Regions from separate parts of the Macaca mulatta genome. Here region 1 is linked to region 2. A link is a contact called in public Hi-C data. All regions are on one chromosome and are shown on one strand. Each heading gives the region's core, a stretch centred on a gene start, on an enhancer-like site or on the middle of the called end of the contact. The rest is flanking DNA. Distances are from core to core; before and after follow the strand shown.

Region 1 (3,584 bases), core at 773-3,272, 110 kb after region 2:
TCAATGATGGCTACAGAACACATATCCGACTCACTAAATTTTAAAATTTAGGATTCTCTGTGCTGAAAAACGATTACATTCTTTGATATTCACCCTTAATCAAAATACCCATTTCATTTCTAAGAAGACAAAAATGAGGAAGTTAAAATATACATTTGCCTTCCTTCTTGTCATACAGCTTCCCACATGACAAATTACTACTGCAAAGAGCCACTATGTTATTACTCCAAAGAGTTCCTAAGCATCTCACAAAGAGTTGCCTTGGTTCCTGATGACTATTATAATCATAATTATATGATTATGATCTTTCAGATCCATTGATGGTCATCTTGGATAAAGAAGCCAGTAATGAAAGTATGCTGCGGCCTGTGTTTCTACTTACCCTCGGTGACATCCTGGGGGTGAGAAGTCCGGTCACTGGGTGGATCCAGTGCAACAGTTGCCAGCGAAGTGGTGGCCCCAGACATCTCACTCATAGGCTCACTACGGCTTGTTTCAGGCACACTTTCCCGGGAGCTAAATCTTACTCGGGAACTAGATCGAGAGCTGAGGTCCGGACTGGTGTCTGACAAACCTGGAATGTCATCGATCTTTGTCGGTGTCACCATGAACCGAACTGAAGCCATCTTGGTGGTGGTTTCTGGAGGATGCATTTTGTTCGTTTCAAGAACCAAAAAAGTGGGGGGAACCTCGCAAAATCCTCCTCTTACGTTAGCTACTGTTGACTGCAATAATACAAAAGATAACTTGAAAAATAACACATTTCAATAACCTTGATTCACACCACACAAAAAACCCCAACTAAGAATCCTACTCAGAATTCAAGCCGACTGTCCTAGAAAGTGCATCACCGATAGGTGAATTTGTATTTTAAGAGAGAAAAAAACAAAAAACAAAAAGACAAAACAATGCCAATCTTGTGTGATTTCTTTCCTTCAGAATGAAGAGCTACCTAGCTATCCCCTCTGGTCCGGGGCTGAAGGCTCAGTGCCATGGTCTCAGGGCAGCAGAGGAAGCCTCCCTCCCCTCAGCCCCCAGGTTCCCGTCGAGGTAGTCCTTTATCTGGTGAGTGTCCCACGGTTCTAGTTGAGCGAAGTGCGTGCAGGCCAACCTTTATCAGGCGACTACAGCGTGGATCAGATTGCAAAAAGGTGTACACCCGGCCACCTGTTGTGTATCAGGTGAATACCCCACAGGTCTGGCTGAGGGGAGGTGTATGCAAAGCCACCCGGTGTTTTTGATGTCGACAATCCACTTGGGTCTGGTGGGAAAGGTGCGCATGCATAACGGGAAAAATAACCCACACTACTGAGAGAAGGGCGAGCAGAGTAGGATGCAGGGGCAGAGCGGATTCCTGTCTCCGAGAGGTCGGTGGCGGTGGCGCGCCCGCTCTTCTCCTAGCAGAAATGTCCTCGGGGTCTGGGAGGAGGTTAGCGGATCAAGACACCTCGGACTGCAGCTCAGAGTCGTGGCAAGTCGTAGCTAGTCCACTGAGCCACGGTCCGCTCGCTAGGTTTCTCCGGCGTGTGACAGGACGGGCCACCCCCTTTGCCGGAGGCGCGTTCTCCCCAACCCCCGCCCCGGCGCAGGTCACCCCCTCGCCGTTCTTCCTTCGGGTCCCAGCAGAGGAGACGGCCCCGCAAGCTGGCCTGAGCAGCGGGCTGAGGGAGAAGGAGGTCGCAGGTGCGGTATCCCGGCGCCAGCTGATGCGGATGCGCGCGCAGCTGTTGTTTACTAGCCGGTAACTGTTTCGGAGCCGCGGCGCGCGCAGGGTTCGCGCTGCCGGGACTGGCGCCCCCTCCCCGGCCCGACGCCAGAGCAGCAGTTACGTGACCTGGCCTTCCCCAGCCCCGGGCCCGACGGGCTGCGCCCGCGCCGCCGCAGCCCTTCCCTTCCCTCCCCGCTTCTTCTTCATTCGAGGTGAACCTTGCGAAGAGAAGCCCGGGGGTGCAGTCAGAGGGCGGAACCGTCCCGCGGGCGCCCGAAAGCCCCGCCCAACCGCCGCAGCCCGCGGTGACAGAGTGCAGCACGCCTGCGCTCGCCGCGGGACACGGCAGGCGGGGCGGGGCCGAATGCGAGTGGCCAGGGGCACGACGGGAGCTGTAGTCCAGGGCACGGCCCGACCCGCGTGAAGGGGGTAAAATCCTTTTCCTTGGTCCGGCTGTGCCGCACACTCACTCTACATCTGAGGGGGCGGGCGCTCCTCCTCACCCTCAGAACCCGAGGAGCCATTTCTTTTTCACGAGTGTCTCTGAAAACATCATTCATGATTTCTTTATAAACCAGAAACACCGCTCCTATACCTGGGAATAACCCTCATTGTAATTTTCACTTAGAGGTCTAAAATAAAGCATTTTTATGTTAAAAAAAAATTAAATAAAACTATAAAGTAGGTCGGGCGCAGTGGTTCGCGACTGTAATCCTAGCACTTTGGGAGGCTGAGGCGGGCATATCACCTGAGGTCAGGAGTTCCAGACCAGCCTGGCCAACACGGCGAAACCCTGTCTCTACCAAAAATACAAAAATTAGCCGGGAGTGCTGGCGTGTGCCTGTAATCCCAGCTACTCCTTAGGATGAGGCAGGAGAATCGCTTGAACTCGGGAGGCGAAAGTTGCAGTGAGCCGAGAATGCACCACTGCACTGGGGAACAAGAGCAAAACTTCCTCTCAAAAAAATAAACAAACAAAAATAAAACTGTAAATTAAAGTACCTTAAACACACTTGTCCTACTTTAATTTTTTTTCTTGTTCTTGTCCTTTAGTAAATGCTATGTCCACCTTCTAGTTGGACTGAAAATTCCATTGAATAATACATTTTTTATACCTGGAGAAGACATTGAGGTATTTTCTCAAATCCATTCCATGTTTTCACCACTACATTTATTGTCGCTAGAATATTTTTTCTTAGTGTTTATTTAATGTATACATGGAGGTGTTCCATAAATTTTGACTCATCGATGTTTTGTTTGAAAAGCTGTTTCCTATAGCTGTGATCAAGACCTCTAAATTTAACAATCTCCTGGGTCCAGAAACCGGCCGCTGGCTTTGCCTGGGGTCTGTGCTCCTCACAAGTGGTTATGGGTAAGCACCACTCCTAGCGATGGGAACTGTATTCCAGTAAGTTCTCTCTTATCAAATGACACACAGTCCAAATCCTTTCAAGGAATAAAGGATTAAAAAAGTTAAAAAGGGCCGGGCGCGGTGGCTCAGGCCTGTAATCCCAGCACTTTGGGAGGCCGAGGCGGGTGGATCACGAGGTCAGGAGATCGAGACTATCCTGGCTAACATGGTGAAACCCCGTCTCTACTAAAAATACAAAAAACTAGCCGAGCATGGTGGCGGGCGCCTGTAGTCTCAGCTACTTGGGAGGCTGAGGCGGGAGAATGGCGTGAACCCGGGAGGCGGAGCTTGCAGTGAACCGAGATCAGGCCACTGCACTCCAGCCTGGGAGACACAGCGAGACTCCGTCTCAAAAAAAAAAAAAAAAAAAAAAAAAAGTTAAAAAGATCCTGGTGGCAAAATGAAAAATTCGAATGTCAAGTGTAAACCTCCTAAAGCTTGACTCTATTTTATAAAGTCTGGGTT
Region 2 (3,596 bases), core at 497-2,996:
TTATAAAAGGAAGAAAAACAGGAAACAAATGTCCAATAATAGGCTAAATTATGAAAAAGGTATACAATTCAATACAAAACCCAATCACTTGAAAGAATGACATACATTATTTAATGACATGTCATTAAAAACACATCAGTGGTGTGATTTGGCAATGATGTAACACATCATTAAAAACACCACATATCCTAGCACTTTGGGAGGCCCAGGCAGGCAGATCACCTGAGGTCGGGAGTTCGAGAACAGCCTGACCAACATGGAGAAACCCCGTCTCTATTAAAAATACAAAATTAGCTGGGCGTGGTGGCGCATGCCTGTAATCCCTGCTACTTGGGAGGCTGAGGCAGGAGAATCGCTTGAACCCTGGAGGCGGAGGTTCCAGTGAGCTGAGATCGTGCCATTGCACTCCAGCCTGGGCAACCAAGAGCAAAACTCCGTCTCAAACAAACGAACCAACCAAACACCACATATGTGGTGGGCACTAATCTCACAAGCCTTGAAAATTGGCAGATTATCCAACTTTTACATGAAGAGGCTGAAACACAATTGATTTAACTTGCCCAAGGTCATACAATTTTTAAGTGGTGAAACCAGGATTCAAAAGGAGGCCATCTGCTGGGTGCAGTGGCTCATTCATGCCTGTAATCTCGACATTTTGGGAGGCCAAGGCAGGAGAGTCACTTGAACCCAAGAGTTTGAGAGCAGCCTGGGCAACATAGCTAAACTGTCTCAAAAAAACAAAAACAAACAAACAAAAAAACTGGGCGTGGTGGCGCGCCCTGTGGTCCTAGCTCCTCGGAACGCTCAGGTGGGAAGATCGTTTGAGCCCGGGAAGTCGAGGCTGCAGTGAGCCGTGATAGCGCCACGGCACTACAGCCTCAGCAACGGAGTAAAACCCTGTCTCAAAAAAAAACAAAGCCAAAACAAACAACAACAACAAACGCAGGCTATCTGAATACCGAGCCCATGTCCCTTTCCATGCCCACAATGTCGCCTTGCCTTTGTGCAGAATGTGGTTAAAACTGTTTACCTCGCAAGGTTACTGTGCAAGTGAAATAAAAGAAACACCGAGCTCCTGGGACACAGTGGACATTCAATACTCAGAAACTACTAAGGAACTCGCTCAAGGTCAAGCTAGGATTTAAATCCAGGATTTGAATCTTTTGTTCCAGGGAGCGCGTAGGAGGTTAAGAAGCTTTTCTTGGCTTCAATTCTTTTTTTCTTTCTTTCTTTTTTTTTTTTTTTTGAGACGGAGTCTCACTCTGTAACCCAGGCTGGCGTACAGTGGTGTGATCTCGGCTCATTGCAACCTCCGCCTCCCGGGTTCAAGCGATTCTCCTGCCTCAGCCCCCTAAGGAGCTGGGATTACAGGCGCCGCCACCACGCCCGGCTAATTTTTTTTGTATTTTTAGTAGAGACGGGGTTTCACCATGTTAGCCAGGCTGGTGTCGAACTCCTGACCTCAGGTGATCCGCCCACCAATTCTTAATGCTGAGTCAGTAGGGACGTTCCTTCAGCCCCATGAAGTGCACCTCAGAGGTCAGGGAACATATAACAAGCACATTCAAAAAGGGAGCGCGCGGAAGTGGCTTTAGGAAGCACCAAGTCTTGCCTGCTTTTTTTCCCTCCCTGATTTTCTAAATCCAAACCGGGACTCTTCAACCCGCAACGCCGCCAATTTCCAGGGCGGAAATGACGTCTGTATTAACGCGCCGGAAGTGTATTTGCAGAGTGCGACAAAGCGGGGAACGCCGGTGGGCCTGTTGCGGAGTACGCTTTGGAGTGAGAAGCTTCGCGGCTGTAGCACGCAGCTGTTGCCATGACGGCCCAGGGGGGTCTGGTGGCTAACCGAGGCCGGCGCTTCAAGTGGGCCATTGAGCTAAGCGGGCCTGGAGGAGGCAGCCGGTGAGGCACCTGGGCAAGCTGTACATCCCTGTTCGTCCCAGAACTGCACCAGAGTAATGAGACCTGAGCCCTCAGGCATAACTTTGAAAAAGATGGGTGGCACACAGACATCACCTGGGGACGTAGCGGCTTTCCTGCTGTGAAGGTTTCTGTGCTCAAAGAATGCTTACATCAGTCCTGATAAGTCAAGGGACTGAGGAACACACGAGGGGGCTTGGTCTAATCTGAGTAGGTGCATCTGAAGATCTTTATTGCTATGATTGGTAGATCAGGAAATGTGGGATAAGAAGTGTCGGAGTTTGCAGCTTTAATTTCTTGGTTTGGTTTTTTAGGGGTCGAAGTGACCGGGGCAGTGGCCAGGGAGACTCTCTCTACCCAGTCGGTTACTTGGACAAGCAAGTGCCTGATACCAGCGTGCAAGAGACAGATCGGATCCTGGTGGAGAAGGTACAGAGGTATAGATGTTACCGCAGTCCTTGGGCCAGTCCTGACTTATTCACCCATCCTCTTCTCCCAGGTGGAATTAACGTAGATAGCTCTTATCCTGAATATTTGGAAACTAAACTGCTTGAAACTGGTATTTCGGTATTTTATATATCACCTACAAAAGTGCTTAACAGTTTGAAAAATAAAAGATGTTTGGAACATAAGGTGTAAGAAAGTAGGTTGAAAACTATCTTTTGGTGGCAACATCTTCCAGTTGAAGTGATCTTTTTCTATTCTAGTTCCCTTACACCACACATCCAACTGTCAGGATGTTGTTGACTTTCCTTACTACTTTTTGCTGTGTTCACCTCTCATCCCGATCCAAGCCACCATCCTTCATCTAGATTTCTGCAGTTGCCTGGCTAATTTTTGTATTTTTAGTTACAGACAGGGTATCACCATGTTTGCCAGGCTGGTCTTGAACTCCTGACCTCAGGTGATCCATCCGCCTGGGCCTCCCAAAGTGCTGGGATTACAAGCATGAGCCACCATGCTCTGCCCGGGGCTATTTATATTTCTTTCTAATTTCTGCTGTCATTTTGTTACATTTTTTCTAGGAAGTTACCGATTTCCTAAAATTTCAAATGTATTGACATAAAGTTGTTCATAATAATGATCACTTCCATATATGCAAGATCTGTGATGTTCGTTTTTTCATTCCTGATGTTGAATATTTGTCTCCTCTCCTTTTCGGCTTACCAGTATTGATTTTTTAAAAGTTATTTTCATTTATTTTTACAGGTCACTGTACCCATCACCAGTATTGATTTTATTAATCTTTTCAAAAATTCTTGGGTTTTTTCTAGTTTCTTGAAATGGATGCTTACTTTATTTTTAGACTGCCATTACTTCTTTTCTTTTGAGACAGTCTTGCTGTTGTCACCCAGGCTGGAATGCAATAGCATGACCTTGACTCACTGCAACTTCTGACTCCCGGGTTCAAGCAATTCTCCTACCTCAGCCTCCCGAGTAGCTGGGATTACAGGCACCTGCCACCACGCTTGGCTAAATTTTTTTGTATTTTTAGTAGAGATGGGGTTTCACCACGTTGGCCAGGTTGGTCTGAAACTCCTGACCTCAGGTAATCCACCCACCTCGGCCTCCCAAAGTGCTGGGATTACAGGCGTGAGGCACCACGCCCAGCCAGATTGCCATTACTTTTAATGGCAAAAACCGCAATTACTTTTGCAGCAACCCAATAGTAT

The links. A called contact is a pair of places that touch in the nucleus more often than the background predicts.
Region 1: a contact with region 2 is called in a Hi-C map of CD4 T cells, with 4 times the contacts expected there. The contact joins the promoter of SLC12A6 here to the promoter of EMC4 in region 2. A contact is called at or near these places in 3 of 14 Hi-C or Micro-C datasets (CD4 T cells, fetal cortex germinal zone and fibroblasts).

What each region holds. Positions count from the first base shown.
Region 1 is chr7:11,530,666-11,534,249 of T2T-MMU8v2.0, forward strand. It overlaps SLC12A6 (solute carrier family 12 member 6), which reads right to left and starts at 2,023. Exons shown (of 26, transcript XM_077939071.1): 1 at 383-2,023.
Region 2 is chr7:11,419,248-11,422,843 of T2T-MMU8v2.0, forward strand. EMC4 (ER membrane protein complex subunit 4) reads left to right here and starts at 1,747. Exons shown (of 5, transcript NM_001260989.1): 1 at 1,747-1,905; 2 at 2,238-2,352. The coding sequence starts at 1,820.